Regions from separate parts of the Gossypium hirsutum genome. Here region 1 is linked to region 2. Evidence: chromatin contacts called from public Hi-C data. All regions are on one chromosome and are shown on one strand. The core of a region is the stretch at or near the end of the contact, and the rest is flanking DNA. Distances in the headings are between cores, read along the strand shown. Region 1 holds the start of LOC107913654 (E3 ubiquitin-protein ligase MIEL1). Region 2 holds the start of LOC107913651 (divinyl chlorophyllide a 8-vinyl-reductase, chloroplastic).

The links. A called contact is a pair of places that touch in the nucleus more often than the background predicts.
Region 1: a Hi-C map of leaf shows a contact between it and region 2, with 3 times the contacts expected there. The contact joins the promoter of LOC107913654 here to the promoter of LOC107913651 in region 2. A contact is called at or near these places in 2 of 34 Hi-C or Micro-C datasets (both in leaf).

What each region holds. Positions count from the first base shown.
Region 1 is chrD10:48,601,668-48,604,483 of Gossypium_hirsutum_v2.1, reverse strand. It overlaps LOC107913654 (E3 ubiquitin-protein ligase MIEL1), which reads left to right and starts at 1,270. Exons shown (of 12, transcript XM_016842305.2): 1 at 1,270-1,620; 2 at 1,716-1,803; 3 at 1,946-2,002; 4 at 2,116-2,148; 5 at 2,244-2,321; 6 at 2,432-2,475; 7 at 2,571-2,611. The coding sequence starts at 1,568.
Region 2 is chrD10:48,465,982-48,468,864 of Gossypium_hirsutum_v2.1, reverse strand. It overlaps LOC107913651 (divinyl chlorophyllide a 8-vinyl-reductase, chloroplastic), which reads right to left and starts at 1,539. Exons shown (of 1, transcript XM_016842302.2): 1 at 1-1,539. The coding sequence starts at 1,354. The coding sequence ends at 119. It overlaps LOC107913648, which reads left to right and starts at 1,800. Exons shown (of 4, transcript XM_016842298.2): 1 at 1,800-2,027; 2 at 2,121-2,258; 3 at 2,475-2,723. The coding sequence starts at 1,956.

The sequences.
Region 1 (2,816 bases), core at 21-2,520, 140 kb before region 2:
TTAAAATATGTTATATTATTCTATGGTACTTTAATGTTTTTATTTTTAATAAAGAAAATGCATATGATCGGCATTTGAACCCACGCTAATTAGATTGATAAAATATTAAATTTATTACTTAAACAAAGCTTTATTTTGATCTATTTTATACATTTTTATTTTAATATACACAATTCATTATCTCTATCATTTATCTATACTATATTAATAAAATCTCGTATTGGGTTGGTCTTATGAGGCAACCGAGCACCAACACTGTTAGAGAAATTACAAAAATATCATTTTATATTAAAATAAGTTATATTATCTAAAGGCATTTTAGTTTTTTTTATTTTACTCACAATTTAATCTAATTTTTTTATTTTAATATCGTACATATTTTATATGTTATTATAATTAATTAATTTTAAATCATACGTTTCATTATTTATTAGATATTATTTTTAAACATACAACTATATTCTAAATCATCATTAGTTTCTACGTGCATACGAATATAATAAAATTTGTAATAATAATTATTATTGTGTTTTGTGACCATCAACATGAACTCTACCGCTCATAAATAATGTGTTAAAATAAACAAAATTTGAATTAAACTAATTTTACTTTAGGGTTTATTCTATTTAATTATTATTATGCCTAAATTTAAATACATTTAAAAGTTCATTAGTCGAGCGACGTAATTTTTAATGTAAATCCAAAACTCAAAAGTTTTTTGTCACTTAAAAAGGAAATTATATTTATCAATTTTTTTTAATTTTTCATTAATTTATCACTAAAAGATTCCTTTTTTTAACTTAATAAACTAAAATATGAGATTAATGATAGTAATAATATTATATAAATAAGAAAAGTTAAATCGCAAATTAAATTGAAAATGTAATCAATGTATTTTAATTTAGTAGAATTTAAATTTTTTATTCTAGTCTCTATGTTTCTATTCATACCTCTCAATGATATCATCTCTAACCTTTGAATCTAGATTTTTTTTTCTGAAAAATACTCAACCTGTTATTCATGTTTTTCTTTGGATAATGCAATAAGGAAAACCATAATTCAGGTTTTAAGTTTAATCAATTGATATGAAGGAAGAACAATTTTTGGATTCAGCTTCAAGTTGAATGGAAACAAAAAGCGCTTGCACATGTTTGTTAAAATGCCCCCCAAAAGAAAAATTACGGACTGAAACACGATTCGCTGACACTGCGGCGACTGGTCCCTTTCTCTTAAAGTCATCACTGGCAGGCACTCCCCCCACCTTATCCTTTCTCTGTCTCTCTCTCCCAACAGAATCTCATTATTTCTATTATTCAATAATTACTATTGCCTTTTAATGTAAGATAGCTATTGTTATATTAAATATATATATTTTTATATATTTATATAAACGAGTGCCCCTTTGAAGGCGGGGGTTGGCATTCTTTTCTCTTCATTTAAGAATCCACGACAATCCAAGAAAATTTAGATCCCATCTTCCAATTCAGGAAACCCCCTCTTCTTTCTGGGTTTCCTCTGGATAATCCGAGAAGAAAAGAACAAAATTTGTCTTCCAATTCTCCTGGAGATGGAGGCCTCTTCAGCCAATGAACGCCTTCATTTTGGGAAGATGGGATATGGGTATCTCTTCTTTCTTCTTATCCCTTTTTTGTTTTTTTTTTTTGGGTCTTTTCCATCAATGATTCATTGGGTTTGTTTGTTTTTGCTTTTTATAGATGCCAACATTATAGGAGGAGATGTAAGATTCGAGCTCCCTGTTGCAACGAGGTTTTTTGGTGTCGCCATTGCCACAATGAGGCTTCGGTATTCGTTTTCGTCATTTTTTCTGCATCCCCCCCCTTTTTTTTTCTATGTTTTAAGCTGAAAGTTCCCTCGTTTCTGACTGTTTATGCAATTTCTTGTTCTGCGTATTCATTGTATTTGGATTCACTTATTGGTTCTTCAGAGCATGTTAAAGAACCCCATGGACAGGCACGAGATTGTTCGCCAAGACGTTAAACAAGTACGAAATTGAAAATCGCTGTGTTTTTCTTTTCTTTCAATTTATTGTCTTTCTCTTTTCAAGTTAATCATGTTAATGATATGTGCTTTTCGTGCCAATTTGTTTCTGTGTAGGTTATTTGTTCGGTTTGTGACACAGAGCAGCCGGTTTGTGTTTCAGATTTGTATCTTTTAAGACACAAATGGACCCTTTTCTTTGGTTTATGTTTTCACTTTTGGTGTTGGTTTTTTATGTTGCGTAGGTCGCTCTACTTTGTTCAAATTGTGGTGTCAACATGGGAGAATATTTCTGTGCAATTTGCATGTTCTTTGATGATGATGTAAGTACTTAAGATATAAGGAATGGATAGGCGTTTGATCCTTGTGTGTTTTACTATATAATGTTTATTTCTTTCCATTAATGTTTACTGTTCGGTTACATCTGATGCAGACCGAGAAGGAGCACTTTCATTGCCATGATTGTGGGATCTGCAGGTTATTTACCAAGTTTTAAGCATATATGGCTATTATTTTCATCTTGATTGCTTGAATTCAAGCTATGAGACTTAATCGAATGATTTTTGATACAGAGTCGGAGGTCGTGATAACTTTTTTCATTGCAAAAAGTGCGGTATGTACTTAACACCTTTATATCCCATTTCTTACCTTATCATGCTTGGTTCTAAGTTCTTAGATTCAATCCCATTCTTTTACTTTGTAATGGTATTTGTGGCTGATTTTTTATTTCATATTCAGTCGTATTCAATAATTTGCATTTCTCATTGGGTTGTTTTGAACTATTCTGGATTTTGCTGTCATGCACTTTCATAATCGTT
Region 2 (2,883 bases), core at 290-2,789:
TTACAAATACAATGTGGGATTCACTAGTTTTAGATCTTTTTTAAGGTTAGGGAAAGCTGCTTATACCTCAAATCATGTTCTAATACAAAACTGGTTCACTCAATGAAGCAATCAGCTTTCAAAAGATGGATTGTTCACCTAATTCCTGACCAGCCATCCCTTCCCTCAGCACTCTCGCGAAGAACTCTTCCAACGTATCGGTTCCATAGCTCGGTGTTTTCTCGGCACTGTATTCTCCTGTTTCGGGATCCAAAATCAACATACTTTCGGCAGCGTAATATCTTCCGATTTTACCAAACTCAGCGGCATCTTCCATTGAAGGGAAGATCTTAACAAGGAAGTCGAGAATCCCAATGGCAAAGTCCATGATCCCAATAGGCACTTTCAAGAACTTTGGTTCCTTCCCTACAAGCTTAAACAACATCTCCCCTTGCTCCAATGGTGTCCATGCCTTCCCAGGACCGCCTATCGGCAAAATCTGATTAATCTTATCCTCTTTCAAAACACAATCTGCAATGAAGGAAGCCAAATCTTGTTCACTAATTGGCTTACAAGCACATAATTTGCCATCACCAAACATCACATAAGGCTTTCCATCTTTCACTAAGTCAACTTGACCCCCTAAACTCTTAAAGAATGCAGTTGGCCTAACAATACTGTAAGTAAACCCGTCATCTCCTTCGGCTTCTTTCATCAATTCGGCCTCAAATTTCAGCTTAGCTCGCTGGAATTCGAGGAGGGGTTTTTGGACACAAATGGCAGATAGCAACACAAAATGTGAAGCCCCGAAGTTCTTACCAGCAACAAGGCTGTTCTTTGTAGCTTCATAATCAATTTTCCATGAATCCTTAACACCACCAGTACGGCTAGCAAGACAAGAGACAACAACATCAATGGGAAACCCTAAATTTTTCACAGATTTCTCAAAAATGTCTAAATTGGTGACATCAGAGAAACATACATTAGCTCCATTTAAATCACTCAAAGTATCTTCCTTGCTGTTTTTGCCTCTAATCCCACTTCTTTCCCTAGCAATGGCTATAACATTAAACCCTCTATTGATCAACTCTTTCACCACAAATTTCCCAATATAACCGGTAGAACCCACCACCAAAACATTGATGTCTTTTGGGTTCTTGTTTCTAAATGAAGCTGATACAGCTGTTTGAACAGGCTTTGTTGCTAAAGCTTTAACAAGTTTAAACCTTTCTACATTAAAGGGTATTGATTTTGAAGTAAAAGGAGCTGGTTTTACCTGGATTTGATTGATGAACTGAGAACTGAAACGTGTTTTGTGAGTTTGGGACTTTGGTGAGTGAACAGTGAAGGCATTGAAAGATAAACAAAGTGACATTTTTTTTCACCTAAGAAGAGAAATCTGGGGAAACTGGTCTTTGTCACTCGAAATTAAAGAGAGAAAGGGAAAGAAAATGTGGGAACATTTGAGGTGAATGATGAACGAGATTGGGGGTTTTCATGGTCAGTAAAGTTCCTCCAGCCAAAAGAAAAATCTAATGAAGATTGGTGGTGGATAACATTGGTGATAGCCCCAGCTGAAAAAGAATTATATAGAATTGCTCATTTTCTCCATAGATAGTGATAAATATTAATTTCATCCCCTGAACTTTTCAAACTTTCTTTCTTAGTCCCTGGGTCCAATGGGCTGTCTGTGGCCAAGAACTGAAAAGGCCTTTTTATATATGCATATGTAGTGTTATAAATATTAGGCCCAAAAAGACCATTAGCCCAGGGACAAATCTTGTAGTTGAAAGCTGAAACGACGCTGTTTCATTCATATTGTTGATTACAAGAATCAATAATAGGTAAGACTGTCTGATTCTTAACTTCAATATTCACTTGAAGAAGAACACAAATTCCCATACGAAAAATAAAATTATATTATCAATCATTAATTTTTATCTTTCAGTTTTAGCCGATAAAAAAAAAACAAAACCATGAATGAATCTGATTATACATACAGTTCAATCCCAAACGATGTAGCTCTCAAAATTGCTTCTTCCCTTGAGGTAATTTGCTTCCTCTTCATTTCCATCCTTTCTTTTCTTCTTTCTGGGTATCGGTGGAATCTAAACATGGTTTCCGGGTCGTCTGGTTTTTAGGTGACTGATCTTTCCTGCTTGAGTTGTTGTTCTCGGGTCTGGAGGGATTTATGGGGCTCCGATTGTTTATGGGAACCCTTATTTAAACAAAGATGGCCTCTTTTATATGAAGATGTCTTGAAAGACCCCGACTTCAAGGTTTTTTCTTTTTTAAGTTTTATTTATGGTAATTTAGCTTTGGAATTGTTGGTTTTGGCTTAATTGCAATGGGTGTTTCGAGTTCTTTTCCAGTTTATCATTCAAGTTGAAACTATTAGTGTTGAAGTAAATACATGTAATTAAATATGTTAGGCAAATTCAATTGTTTGTATTGATATGAAAATTGTTGAGAAAAAAAATTAAAAATGATGGTAGGGTTGGAGGGGATTTTACATAAAGCAGCACAAGGAGATGAAGGATCAAGCTGATTCGGTTGTTAAATTTGTAGAAAAATGTTTGCAATCCGAATCAATCCAGGTCAATGACTATCTGAAAGCGATTGAATGCCTGAAATTGATGGGGTTCGGGTTTAAAGATGTTCAAATGTTGCTGCTCAAACCAAAGCTGAATGTTTTGCTTAACCTGGTTGGACTTCATTACTGCCTTAACATCCTTAAAGTGCCGGTAACTTTTCATGTTTTATGTATTTTTCATGCATTTTTTTCTTGTATGCTTGTTTTGTTTACATTGTGGAATTAGTGTTCTTAGATGGTCACAAGCGCGGCTGAAAGCTAAACCAGTGTGGCTGCTTTTAGATAATGGTTTCTCTATAGATTTTGAATCT